Linked DNA regions of Rattus norvegicus: region 1 is linked to region 2. The links are chromatin contacts, called in public Hi-C maps. All regions are on one chromosome and are shown on one strand. Each heading gives the region's core, a stretch centred on a gene start, on an enhancer-like site or on the middle of the called end of the contact. The rest is flanking DNA. Distances are from core to core; before and after follow the strand shown. Region 1 holds the start of Hsf2bp (heat shock transcription factor 2 binding protein). Region 2 holds the start of Sik1 (salt-inducible kinase 1).

Evidence for each region. A called contact is a pair of places that touch in the nucleus more often than the background predicts.
Region 1: a Hi-C map of kidney shows a contact between it and region 2, with 3 times the contacts expected there. The contact joins the promoter of Hsf2bp here to the promoter of Sik1 in region 2. A contact is called at or near these places in 12 of 12 Hi-C or Micro-C datasets (the A7r5 cell line, the Rat2 cell line, Schwann cells and 7 more) and 1 of 1 datasets of contacts at active chromatin or transcription factors (oligodendrocytes).

The regions. Positions count from the first base shown.
Region 1 is chr20:10,118,031-10,125,058 of GRCr8, forward strand. It overlaps Hsf2bp (heat shock transcription factor 2 binding protein), which reads right to left and starts at 2,913. Exons shown (of 8, transcript NM_001127683.1): 1 at 2,864-2,913; 2 at 1,657-1,807. The coding sequence starts at 2,911. Rrp1b (ribosomal RNA processing 1B) reads left to right here and starts at 4,795. Exons shown (of 16, transcript NM_001427282.1): 1 at 4,795-4,980. The coding sequence starts at 4,851.
Region 2 is chr20:9,956,612-9,963,815 of GRCr8, forward strand. It overlaps Sik1 (salt-inducible kinase 1), which reads right to left and starts at 2,035. Exons shown (of 14, transcript NM_021693.3): 1 at 1,980-2,035; 2 at 1,178-1,348; 3 at 401-517. The coding sequence starts at 1,333. LOC108349047 (a long non-coding RNA gene) reads left to right here and starts at 2,242. Exons shown (of 4, transcript XR_001842578.3): 1 at 2,242-4,460; 2 at 4,625-4,763.

The DNA of each region.
Region 1 (7,028 bases), core at 1,663-4,162, 160 kb after region 2:
GTCAAAGGGTCGCAGCGTTAGGAAGGATGAGAACTGCTAGTCTTGAGAAAGGTGAATAGGCAAAGGTGACCAAGAGGACATCGCAGAGATAGATGGGGAAGGGACACACAGCCCGGGAAGGCCACGAACCTCAAGTGAACAGCCCCTACAGTCTGACTTTATCAAGTTACCAGATTCATGTGTGGCCTCTAGCCTGCCCTGGGAAGGAGACTGGCGTCTAATCTCTGACAAATGAGATCCTGATACGTTTTCGCAGACCACCGGTTCGTGGCTTTACAGTGAAACAATCAGCCAGCAGGCTAATGCACTCTGTTACCAGGCAGCATTTTCCTTTTCTGGAAATAAATGCACTGACGCTAATTGCTCTCAAAACTTGCCAGCTGAGCATGAGATCAGAATGAAGTGGTTAGAAAGTCAATAACCGGCGACAGGAGGAGTAAGGCCCCCCACGAAGATAGTGACATAGCCAGGGAATGGTGATGGCCCTCTCAAAGGGAGAGTGTGTTATTGAAGCCCAGTAAGAGGTAGACTGTGGAGGAGGCCACTGGGAGGGCACTTGTGGAGCAATGCCACCCAAACACCGGAGTAACAAGAGGGGCAGAGGGCAGGCCAGCACCCCTCCCACCCAGTCCCTCTCTCTTTGCTCAGAGAGGCCTTCCAATTCTAGTCTGTAGGGGGTCTACCTCCCAGAATACAGTACAAGGCAGAAGTTAATGGCTGAGAAAACTCCTGACAGAATAGGACAGGGCTCCGTGTAACCATTAACCGTTTACTCCTTTCTTTTTTTTTAATTTTTAAGTTCACACACATTGGCATTTTGCCTGTAGGCGTGTCTGTGTGAGGATAATGGATGCCCTGGAACTGGAGTCTCACAAACTTCTAACTGCTTCACCCTTCTAACTGAATAGGGCTGGCTAACTGGCAAAGTACACGTGTACAAACTAGAAACCCACATTCCGATCCCTTCTAGCTTACAACTTATGTGGCCTGATTGTCCTCCCCTTCTGAGATCACTGTGCTGCCTGTTTCACAGCTCTCAGGTGAGGCTTGAACTTGGTACATAGGGGAAAATGATCCTGAACTCCCGGTCCTTATACCTCCACCACCTAAGTACTGGATTACAGGCACGGGCACCATCGAGACTGGCTCGGAAACCTACATTCCTCAGTCAAGACACTTTCTTGGTGGGGAAGGAGGTGGGGGCAGCTGAGGACACCTTCGGGATGACAGGACGACACCACACTGGTGTGGGGGAGGGGCTGCAATCGGGACGTAAAGTGAATAAATAAATTACTGGGGAAAAATAAGACACTTCCTTATTTGGACTTACAGCTCAAGACATTACTTGGGCCTCTGGGGCGCACACTATGAGGGCTGGCGGTCCGATGTGACTTGAGAAATTAGCCTTACCCACCGAAAAGCTGATTGGATTGCAGTCCAGTCCCAATTGGGAAAGTGCTTTTGCAAGCTCCAAGTACCTCCCCCCCCCCAAAAAAATAATAATAATAACAGGGTCCCGACTGGTATTTGATACATTGTTCAAATGTCAAACATCTGGATAGACAAGTCCTAGCAATCCTGGACTTAGCTCAACACTGAAAGCTGGCGCCCCCTACCCACCTAAAGACAAGAGGGCACACATGAGGGAAAACTCACTTTTTTCTACAATCTTCAACTTCTGGAAGCTTTCCAGTAACTCCCCATTTAGTATTCTGGGTAAGAAGTCCCGGATTTGCATCACTTCCGTCGTCAGCCGCTCCAGGTCCTTCTTTCTGACTTTAACGAATTCTTCCTTAGATTCCATGTGCTAAAGGAACAAGCAGGTCTTAGCATTGTAGCATTTCTCTTCAGATGACTAGAACTAGCAACCCAAATCAACTTTCCTTTTCTTTCCAGACTCTTACATTCATAACTGCCTCACAAATGTGTTTACATCATGTTCGTGTGTGTCTGTGTGTGTGTCTGTGTGTGTGTGTGTGTGTGTGTGTGTGTGTGTGTGTGTGTGTTCCAAAGCGCGCGCGCACTGGAGCTTTGATTTGCTTTTTGAGAGGGCGGGTCTCACTGTGTAGCCCTGGCTGTTCTGGAATTCTGCAGACTAGGCAGTGGGCCTGCCTCTGCCTCCCTAGTTCTGGATTACAGGCCTCTTCCACCACCCCTGGCATCTGATGTCCCTTCTGTTACACATATATGGATATAGATGTGTATTCGTGAGTGTGTTTGTGTATACGTGGGCTTTATATACAGAGAGCCTTGCCGGCGGTGGATGAGGGTGGTAATCCACACCCATAGTCCTAGCTTCTCAAGAGACTGAGGCCGAAATATGGCTTTGCCCAAGCGTTGGGAGACCAGCCTGAGCAACACACCAAAATTCTGATTCAGTAAGAACGAATATAGCGGAAGAGGGAATGGAAACACTTAAGAGGAAAAACCAAATATACATTTCTAAAAGCCAAAGAAAATGCCCGCAAGTTAATGTGCCCCAAACTGAACTCCTCCAGGATGGGATCCCTGCGGCTGCTTTTGGCCTCTGCTGTCCCCAAACATTCATGCTACTATACAATGGCGTCCCACTGGAAGTAGGCGTCAACCAGGCCCTCTCGTGAAGGGACACCAGAGGCAGAACCCAGATAAGTGCACGGCTCTGGTTCCCCAGAGCCTCACAGCCTAAAACCTGAGCTACCACTTTTTAACTTGAAGGCCTCCACAGATGACTTGGAACCGCGCCTCGTGTCTCTGGTCTGGCCCACCCTTGCGCGGCTCCCGGCCTGGCCCCTTCAAGGCTACAGGGACATCTTCTCAGGCACAGGAGTCACCCTGAGGGAAGTAAACACCAGTAGCTCCCATATGTGGGGCACACACTGACCCGGCAGGCCTCCTCAGTACCGGAACGCTCGCCCACGATCGCAGCCATAGCCAAGGCCTCAGCTTTGTGCGCCTGCGCAGAGCTCTCTAACACGCGCAAAAAAAGTGCGGGAATCTGAAGATGCCCGACCATACGGAAAGCCGCGAGGTTCAAATCTCGCCAAATTTGCGCTTCACTCTCGGCCCCTGGACCCAGGGATGAGAAGGAACCAGACTCTACTGCGGCTCTTCTCCTTCAGTGTTTCAGACTTGTGACCTGCAAAATGAGGCCTGAGTGTCAAACAGAATCCGTCCTTCCCTGTTTACGGAGAGGATGCTAGAACCAAACCTACAAACTGAAAAACCGCACAGGGAGAACCTCGTCGTCCCTTGGCCAAGTGCTTCTGTGTTAAGGGATGCATTTTCGCATGCACAGAAGAGTTATTTTAGCTAGGTAACTGAGGTTTGAAACTAGATGTAGTGGTACATGCCTATGTCCCAGCACTTGGGTGGTGGACGCTGGAGTTCAAGACCAACTTGCTACACAGCAAGGGAAATCTAGCCTGGGCTACATGGGTGGGGGAGCGGGGTTCAAAATGAAATAACTAAAGCTTGGAAGAATATACTAATCTAATAATTCTCAAATGTTTGATGACCTAGAGTTTTGGATGTCCCTAAAGTAAGCATAACTGTTAAAAGACTTCTTTCATATTGGTTTAGTGTGTTCCCTGCTCGTTCTGGTTTTGTCAACTTGACACAAGTTAAAGCCATGAGAGGAGGGAATCTCAATAAAAAAAAAAAAAAGTCTCTATAAAATCAGATTGTAGGCAGACCTGTAAGGCATTTTCTTAGTTAATGATTGATGGGGAAGGACCCCACCTGTTGTAGGTAGAGTCAGCCCTGGGCTGGTGGTCCTGGGTTCTATAAGAAAGCAGGCTGACCAAAGAGCAAGGCCGTAAGCAACATCCCTCCATGGCTTCTGCATCAGCTCCCGCCTCCAGGTTCCTGTCTTCTTTGAGGTCCTGTTTGAGATCTGGTCCTGGCTTCCTTTCATGGTGAACAGTAATACGGAAATGGGAGTCCTCCCCAGCTTGCTTTTTGATCCTGGTGTTTCACTGTAGCAATACTCACTACCTACTGCTCAGAACTGTGTGTTTTGAATGCAAGAGGTCTTAAAGACAGAGCCAAGCTCCCTCCCTGTTAGACCCTCAAAATTTTTCCCTCTCCAATGGACATCCCTGCGTCTGACCCAGTCGTTGTGGGTATGGGTTTGCTGACTCCCCATTCAACAAGTTTGCACCCGTCCCAAGATGCGACAGGGAGGCTTGCTCGCTGCAGGAACGGATTGTTCACTACACCGCACCTCTGTAAGTGCCCTTGTTGCTTCAGGGACGGGTTTCTCTCTCTTCTCCAAATCCCGAACCTGTCCTAGAACGCTGCAAGGGTCTCCTCGCCCCCTCTGCACTCGTCCCAGCACATTGGAAGAGGGCCCATTCCCTCTATAATGCTGCGTGCCTGCATCAAGACTCAAGGCACTGTCCTGAGGGGAACGGGGCGCTGAAGGGTGGGAGAGTGGAAGTTGTCCCTGTGCTGTTGTAAGCCTCGGGATGCCAGGATAATGGCCTTCCTTCTGGGTCTCAAGTCTGCTCAGGGAAGCCCGCGGAGTTCACAGACACCGGGTGAATGGAGGTGGCAGGACCGCCGCTTCCCTGACAGACCTTTGTTAGCTGTGGTTAGACTCTAGAACTGCATCAGGTTAGCCGTAGTCGTCCTGCCGGAGGAGATCTGACCCTAACTACCCGCCCAGAACTTGGACCACCCACAGGATATACTTCAGTAGCGGGGCTACGTATCTACTCGCACAGGGGCCACGCGGACTCCCTGGGCGCGCGGCAAGCGGCGCACCGGTGACGCCATCACCCACGCGCCGCGGCGCCTGCGCAGGCGCAATCCAGATCGCTCGGCGGCTAGCCGCACGCGCGCAGCCCGGGGATGCTGAAGCGGGTGCGATGGCTCCCGCCATGCAGTCTACCGAGCTCCAGTTCGCACAGCGGCTGGCCTCCAGTGAGAAGGGCGTCCGCGACCGCGCCGTGAGGAAACTGCGGCAGTATCTCAGCGCAAGGACGCAGAGCGACACAGGTGCGGGCCTGGGTCCGCGCCGCTGCGCGCGGCGAGGGTCGCGCCAGTGGGCACGGGTGCGGCTGCTACGGGCTGTGCGGCAGAGCTCCTGACCGCTAGTCCCAGCTCACCGCTGGCCCAGTTCGCCGAGGCTCGTTTGTGTTTCTTGTTTGTGTTCCATGGATAGTACCTGTAGGCGCTGGGGTGCGTTAGAGAGTTAGCCCTGAGAAGAACTCTGGCAGTGTGGTGGTAGAACTGATGGCAGTGTAGTGGAGCACGTGTGAATGCGGGAATGTATATCAGTAGCGTGGAAAAGTGCAGGAGAAAGTCCTTCTAAAGGAAGCCACCTGTGCTCTGTTGAGATTTTGACAGGAGGAAGCCAGGCAGGCAGACGCAAGAACGCTAAGTGTGCCCTGAGCCAGAGAAATCTATCTGTAAGTTGGCGCGCAGGGCGTGTTGAGATAAAATTGAACCTGGGGGCAATGTGGTCACTTCGCTGGCTTTGGGGAAAGGGAGGGGAGGTTGGATTTTAACTGCCGTGGAATGCATTGCAAAGATTTATTTTAAGTGACCCAGAATAGATTCTGTTAACTCCTGAATGAATTCGCAAAGTCTAGACTGCAGCATACTGTGAAGGTTTCAGGTTGCAGCCAGTTGGCTAAAGTTTGAGTTACGGGTTGCTAAATCTGATTAAAATTGAAGTCTGGGGGGCCTGAGAGATTGCTCAGCCGTTCAAGTCCCAGTACCCACATGGCAGCTCAGAACCCTTTTCCTGGAAAGGAGTCACCCCCTCTGACCTCTACCAACACCAGGCATGCACGTGGTGCATAAACATAGAAGCAGGCAAACCTCCCACTAAACTACCTACTTACTCATACCTAAACTAAATCTTTTTTTTTAAATGGTTTTTGATTGAAATCAGTCCCAGGTGGCAGTACATACCATTAATTCCAGCATCGTGAGGCTAAGGGCAGCCAGGGTCACAGAGCAAGCAAGACCTTATTGCCAAGAAAGGAGACTTTTTGAGACGTCTGATAAAAACTAAAAGTTTTTTTTTTTTTTCTGGGGCTGGGGACCGAGCCCAGGACCTTGCGCTTCCTAGGTAAGCGCTCTACCACTGAGCCAAATCCCCAACCCCAAGTTTTTAAGTTCCAAAAGTTATGTTTCCACTGTGGAATCCAGAGGTCAGATTTAGGTAGTGAGGTTTACCGAGCTGAGCCGCCTTGGCAGCTGCATTTCCCATCCCCACCCCCACCCCAGCCCTGTTAAGGATTGCCCCAGAAATTCAGTTTCCTCTCATATTGTCAATTTTCCTATATACGTGTGCTGGTGGTCCCTAAACCTAACTTACTGGCCCAGGTGGACCTTGGCTATCCTCCGCTCAGATTAGTGTCACTAGCCTGGTACTCCACCTGGCTGTCCCATGAGTGCCTCAGTACCAACAATGGCATCTGCTCCTCCCTCCAAACACCTGTTCTCTCCTGCTGCTCCTCCTCCTCAGCTGCTCATTCTTCCCACATTTTCTCACCACCATCTTACATACACACACACACACACACACACACACACACACACACACACACTATCCTTCTGTCCTTCTCAGTTAACTTGAATTACTCTGCCTTAACCAGAAGTTCCTTTATTTTACCTAGATTTCTGGTCCATCCGTTCCCTTAACTCTGTTGTGCCTTTTGTTTACTTGGGTCCCCCCCACCCCCCGCCGCCGCCGCCCCGACCCGACCCCAGACAGGGTCTCTCTGTATCCCTGGCTTTCCTGGAACTCACTCTCTAGACCAGGCTGGCCTCGAACTCAGATTGCCTGCCAAGTGCTGGGCTTAAAGTTGTGAGCCCCCATTGCCTGGTTTGTTTGGTTTTGGTTTTTTGAGACAGGATTTCTCAGTGTTATAGCTCTGGTTGTTCTGGAGACCAAGCTGGCCTCAAACTCTCAGAGGTCCACCTCCCTCTGTCTCCTGAGTGCTGGGGTTAAAGGCATTTGCCCCAGGCTTCCATTGTGCCTCTTTAGTCTGCCCTCCACAAACAGCCCAGGTCATTTTCTTAAAGCAAATCTC
Region 2 (7,204 bases), core at 785-3,284:
TATCCCAAAGATACATTAAGGAGACCTGGGGAAAGAACAGCTGCTTCTTTGACGTTTAGCAACCATCTGCAAAGGCAGAAGTTCCGAGTTTTGCTCAAGTTTGTCCTTCGCTCGAGCCGACCGAGCATACACAGGGCTATCCTCCCAGTGACAGGACTTTGTCAACAGATCTCAACATGTCCAAAACGTGAACAGGTAGGACCCACAGCAAGAGACTCAACAGTCAATAAAGCTACCCAGCCTCGTGAAGGTCAATCCAGCTACTTTGTACTAAGTGGTTCGGTTCCCACACAGCATCGGAAACCCCAAACTACCTTCAGGGACCCAAGGAGTCTCAGGGTGTGACAGGAGAAAAATCAATGGATGTGTCCCACGGAGCAGGGAGGCCCCTCCGGCTCACCTGGTAAAGCTTGATAATATTTGGGTGGTTCAGGAGTTTCATGAGCTGGACCTCCCGGTAGATCTTCTCCAGATTACTAGAATCTAACCGTGTCTTGTCAATTATTTTAATTGCAACCTACAGATTTTCAAAGGAAGAGGGGAGGGTAAATAAACCTTCAAGTCACCTCATTTGCACCGTCTTTTTTCTTTCTTTCTATTTATTTATTTATTTATTTTATTTTTTTGGCAAGTGAATTTCTCGAACGTTTGATGTCTTCAAAAGGTCACAAGAAGTTGGGGGGAAAAATAAAATAAAAGTAGCCACTAACATTATTCAAAGGGATAGAAGTTGAATTAAAGCCCCTGTATTTGCCATTTGCCAGCTAGCGTTACCAGCAGCCGCTCGTTTCTGTTGTTCCTTCTCCTGTTCTCTCTCTCTCTCTCTCTCTCTCTCTCTCTCTCTCTCTCTCTCTCCCCCCTTCCATCCTCTCTCCCTCCCCCCCTCTTGCGGGGAGGGGGCGGCTGCTGGTCATTATTATCTTCGCTGTTCCCTAGTAATTGTACAAATTATGTAGAAGCTTTTTTTTCCCCCCTTTACCAGACTAAACACTGTCATCGTTTACAATTGTGACAATCAACTCTGCAGGACTGAATCAGCACAGGGGTCCACCCCCTGGCTGGATCCACCCCCCTGGTTTAGTTCTCCCCCCACACCACACACACACACACACACACACACACACACACACACACACACACACACACACATACACACACACACAACACGCGCGCGCACCTGCGTTTTGGTGACTCGGTGCCGCGCCAGCTTAACCACTGCAAAATTGCCTTTGCCCAGGGTTCGTTCCACGTCGTAAAAGCCCACCCGGAGGGGCTTCTGCTGGCCCTGGCCGGTGCCTGTGGGGACCGCGCTGAACTCCGACATGATCACCATGGCTTCGGGCCGCACCTGCGGGTCAGCGAGGAGTGCGCTCAGCACCGACCGACCCCGGCCCGATCCCGTTCCCCGCCAAGCCCGGCCACCAAAACTGTCCCACTGGCCACCGGGCGTGCGTCCTCGACCCTGTGTTCCTCCAGCCCGAGGCTCCTACTGTGGCCCCGACACTGGATCGCAGCTCACACCCCCACTCGCTCATTCCTTGACACTGTGTCCCCCTGGACTAAAGTCTCCACGCACGCACCCCCTTTACCCCGAATTCCCTAGTCAGAGCCCTAGGATCCTAGGCTCCCAGCCCGCGCCCCCCACGCGCGCGCCCCCTCGATCCCAGGTTCCCTCAGTGCGAGCCCCCACGCACGCGCCCCCCGACCCCCGGTCCTGACCGGGAGCGCGCGCCAGCAGTCCACCCTCGGTGGACCCCACGCCAGCCCCTGGACACCCTCGGGCCCCGGGCTTTCACCGTGCTCCCGTCCGTTAGAGCCAGCGCTCAGTCCCTTAGGACAGGCTTCTCAACCGGGCGCTCACAGACCCGCCTCCGGGCGCCGACCCGCAACAATGGGGAGCCCGCGGGGCTGGAGTCCTGCCCGCGACCCTATGCGCGCACCTGCGGGCCTCGGAGACCCGAACTCGCGCCATCGCTCACCTCCGCCGCCCTCCGTGTGCCCGACCCGGGACGCCACTCGCTCGGCTGCTTGCTCTGCTCCGGCGCCCGCCGTTCGCGCCGCCGCCGCCAACGCTGCTGCCGCCGCCCGGGCCGCGCCGCATGTCAGCGCCCCGCCGCCGCCGGCCGCACGCGGCAACGCCCCGCCCCGCCCCGGCCCCGCCCCGCGCAAGCCCCGCCCCGCCCCCGCCCCCCGCGGCAGGCACAGCCCATTGACGTCGTTTTGACGCCAGAGCGACGCGCGGCCCGGTGCCTGCCGAGGGGGAGCGGAGATCGGGCGGTTGCCAAGAGACTGGAGGCTCTGACGCGCGCGCTGGTGAGGCCGTTGCTATGGCGACCGCGGGCGGTGACGTCAGGGACCGGGCTCAGCAGCCGCCCGAGGCTGCCGGCGCCCCCTGCCGGGCACGGGCGACACTGCTGTGGCCCACCGACTAGGAGACAGTCTGCTTCGGGACCTCTTCCGGGGGGCGGGTAAACCCATAGTGGGTACGGTGCCCCGTGGTTGCTCACTGCCCCCTTCGGACGCAGCAGGGTGGAATAGGACCGCGGGATTTTCGTCGTGGGGCTCTGGGGCTGGTGGGCCTAGACTGATCACTCTGCTTCGCCGAGCACTCGATGTGCAGCCAGCAGCCTCTGCCCCTTGACCCTCACTTCATCCCTGAGAGGGCCGGCCAGCTGCAAGAATGGCTGGTTCTAGGAAACTGTTGGTCAGTTGAACACCACTTATTTTTGTTACAGGCAGAAAAAAAAATCTCAAAATATTCAGCAATTGGAAAGTTGAAGCAAGAAAACGCGACTCATGGTCCTGAAGCCTCCTGCTTCAAGGGCCACCTCGAACTAGCTCACCATGCTGGTCCGGCAGTGTTCTGGGGCAGCTGATTAGGACTGGTGCTTTAGACACAGGCAGCGGAAGGACCCAGCCCCTACTCAGGGCTGATAAGTGGGGCCCTTGGAGGACTGGGCACTTTGCCCATTCCCTTGCTGTCTGCCAATTGGCCCACCCTGTCTGTCCCCAAGCTGAGAACAGATAGGACACAGGGTGGCTGGGACCTTGGGACTGACCCTGAGAGTGCCTGCCGGAAGCAGGGCCCATTAAAGGGGAGACGGAGTATGGAGAGAGTGGAAACGGGCATGTGGGTGACTCCTTCTGTCTGTGTTCCCTCACACCTCATCAGAAAGTAAGATGTGTTCTTAAGGGCAGACTGGAAAAGGGACAGACGATTCTCCAAAGGCAAGGAAGGCGGCAGTTTGGAGCTAAACTTACGTGTCTCCCTTCCTCGTGGCTTCCTGTGTGAGAGAAAAATTAGCAAGGGGCGGGTATTAATCAAAATTGATTCAGAATTCATCAGAATTGATTCCTCAAGGGAGGAAGACTTTTTGGGCAGATGGGGGGTGGTGTAGGCTAGCCTGAGAGAGAGAATGAGGGGGCCAAAATATACTACTGTTACTATACCTCACCCCCACAAAGATTTCACCAGTTCCATCCTGACCTTTTCTGGTTCAAGTATTTCGAAGGGCATTCAAGGACACTAGGCATCTCAGGGTCCCTTTAGCCTTCCCATATGCTCCTCTGGTTTGTCCCAGGGGCAGTATTTTTAGTCTCTCCCATCTGAGAAGCTTACCGCTGCTCCCCTCGCCCTTGGGAATCCTAACCTCTTACCCTGGTCCCAGGAGAGCTGGGCAGAGGGTAGGAAAACCCCTTTGTTCTTGCCTCATGGGCCCTCATCCCTTCCCAGCCTGTCCACCCACTGGCATCCATCTAGTCAAAGCCTTTCCAAAAGGTCTGAGGTGTTTGCAAACATGTCCTCAGTGTGAGGTCCCAAAGGACAAATGGCTGAGGTGCCCATTAACGTATCAGAACTGACACTTCTCATTCCTATGTAAGCTAACCACTGGACTCTCTTGGTTCTTCTCTTGGTCCTCTTTCCCTTGGTGTTGTCTCTCTCTCTCTCTCTCTCTCTCTCTCTCTCTCTCTCTCTCTCTCTCTCTCTCCCTCCCTCCCTCCCTCCCTCCCTCCCTCCCTCCCTCTCTCTCTCTCTCCTGGGTCTTCTTTTGTCCTCCTCTCTCCTTCCCCCCTTACTCCCCCTTCTCTCTCTCCTCTCACGGCTCAATCTATTGTGCTGGCTGTGTTCCGTCAGGACCCTTCCAGATGCCTCTGGCTGATCTCTCCCTCATATCTACAATAAAAAAACAAAACAAAACAAAACAAAACAAAAAACCCTTCCCCTCAATCAAACCTAAGAGCAGCCACGTCCTCACTTTCACTGAGTCAGCGCCAAAGAAAAGCTTGGGGCCCAGACCCAGTGGCGGATGCTGCCTCAGAGGCAAACCTGGAACCAGGCAAACATGTCTGGCTCCTGGGCATCCACCTCCCATTACTGTCCTGTGACCCTATCTGTTCCTCCCAGATCCTAGAGGAGCAGCTCGCTGTGTCCACAGAAGCAGAGAGTGGGGAAGGACCCGGTGAGCAAGTCCCCTCAAATGCTGCCTGGCCTTACCCTTGATAGCATATGCCTACCTAGGAGGGTTGGTACCGGGCATCCTCCTGAAACCCCATCTTCCCCAAGTAGCTCTGTGTCTTTGATGCCTGGAAACTATTTCTTGGTTTTTTTTTTTTTTTTTTGCAGGGTTCTGTGGTAATGTTTTGGCACTTGAGGAGGAAGAGAGCACCTGGCATGCACTCTGGAGACGTGAGCAAATGACTCAGGGATTCCTCACCCAGAGCAGGGGAGGGAGCTCAGGGTTGTGCCTTACTGTACCAGTGAGGTAGGTACCTTGGTGAAGTAGCATTCTCACTGGCAAATGGGAATCACTTCTTGTTTCTCACCGCACCTCTCCTGGGAGTGTGATGGTCCTGGAGGTTGGTTTTCTTGTTTGGATCATGGGGCTGGGAGTCCTGTCTGCTGGGCCAGAGAGAGCCCTTCAGTTGTTCATGACTTCGATGGCCGTGCCACAGCCCTGTCTTCCCGACCTAAATCAACATGCACAGAGCCTGGAGTTCTGCACTAGCTCTGAGATTAAGCGGTAGTGGGCCTGCGACCCCGAGCCCTGAAGACCTTGATGTTTCTCTGAGAAGAGGGTTGGCTTCCTATATTACTGAGAGCTGGAAAAGGCACACTTCTTTCTCGGCCCACTCCACTTAGTACCGAAGGGCCTCTTTGCCCTTCTGACTGCGTCTCTCTGGGTTTCATGTGTTGTTTGTACAGCTTCTGCCTGGTGGCTTCTGAAGCAGTCAAGAAAAGTGGGCCACCCCGGCCTGGTCACTTACCTCGGTTTATTTGGCCCACCTTACTTCTGAACTTCTGACAAGCTGCTGTGTGTGCTGAGGGGAGAGTCACAGCCCTGGGATGACAGAAGAAAGGAGGAGGCCTAAGACCCAGGCATCCCCGGTCGTGGGCCAGGAGCTCAGGGAGCAAGTCTGCCCAAAGGCTGACTGGCCTTGACCTTGACAGCATCCCACCTGCCCAGAGGCACTTGCCCTAGAGTGTCACTGTTGTTAGACTATGCCTGGGCAGGAACCCCTGCCTCCCAGAACAGTGACCAGATCAGCCAGCAGGGACCAGAGAAACAAAACAACAAAGCAAACTGGGCCCCTCGGCTCCCAAGTGAGAGAGGCGGAGATTCTGAGGACACTGGACATGAGTGGGAGGTGTCTGGGTTCTGGAGAGGTGGCCCAGGACAAAACAGCTCAAGAAGCATCTGTACACATACCAGTAGATATGTGTTCACCCATGACCAGCTAGCCCTGATTCCAGAGCACTAGGCTTCCCGTTTGTCATGGAGAAATTATTAATTAGTTAAGATTTCAGCTTTTGGGTCTTTTAAGTTTTATTTTTCATTATTTTTTTTTTAATATTAGCACATAAGGTAATAGGCACCCTAAGAGTTCCATACATCGTTTTGTTTATTCTCTTTCCTTCTCTCGTCTCCCCTCCCCCCTCCTTCCCCTCCACATAGCTTTCTTCCTCTTTCAAGTCTCAGGTATTGGCTCACTGTCGTCGTCTCCCTCCCCACAACCTTCCCAGAAGACACATATAGAAATTAAAACCTGGGATGCACACATGAGAGAGTGTGTGGTATTTGTCTTTCTGGGCACGAACACCTAAGATAATATTCAGTTCTATTCATTTTGCTGCAAATGTCATGAATCCATCCTTACAGCCGAATGAAATCCCTTCGGGTACATGGAGCCACATTTTCCTTATCCATCCATCCACTGGTGGACAGCCAGACGGAGTCCATGTCCTACCTGTTGTGAACAGAGTAGCTAGAAACGTGGACATAGAAAAAACATCTGTGTTATACTGGCTTGGAATGGTATGGCTGGGTCATGGCTTTGCTTGTTTGGTTTAGAACTCTTCTTTTGCTTTTCTTCACAACTTGACACAAACTGAAGTCAGTTGGGAAGAGGGGGCCTTAACTGAGAGGATGACTACATCAGATTACCTATAGGCATTTTCTTGATTGACAGTTGAAGTGGGAGGTACCAGCCCACTTTGGGTGGTACCACCCCTAGGCAGGGAGTCCTGGATGGTATATGGAAGCCAGAGGAGTCTCCATGGCCTCTGGTCCTGTCTTTCCTCCACGATGGACTGTGAACTGTGAGCTAAAATAAACCCCTCCCTCCCCACTGTGCTTTTGGTCAAGGTGCTTGTGACAGCAGTGAAAAACACCTTCCTAGGAAATTTCATAGTGGCCACCCAATCTTGTAGTCCCATCCAGCGATACACCAAAGCTGTAAGCTTACTTTTTTTATTTTTATCTTTGGGAACCCGGGGCCTTTCCGTGTGCTAGGCAAATGCTCTACCACTGAACTACCTTGCCTGTCGGAGTGAGGAATCATGGGTACTTGCGGCTGATGGTATTGCTCGATGGTCCAAACCTGAGGACCGTGAGGCCTTTGAACGCCTGCGCCCGTAACCTGTGCCACAAAACCGTGAGGTAGCTCGAGATGGATGAGCACAAGATGAGATCAGTGTCCATGAGTCGGCAAGGGCCAAAAAGGAACATCAGAACCTAGCCAGGGCCTGCTTGGGACTGCGTATCCACCCTGGTGAGACATGTCTGAAGTCCTCCCCCCGGGTCTCCTTCAGGACGAATAGACCTGTGTCCACGAATGCCAGCTCTTTGCTGTTCAATCAGAAGTACCAGGCACCGGGGAGTGTCAGTTTGTTTTCCGCTGCTGTAACAAAATGCCGGAGACTGGA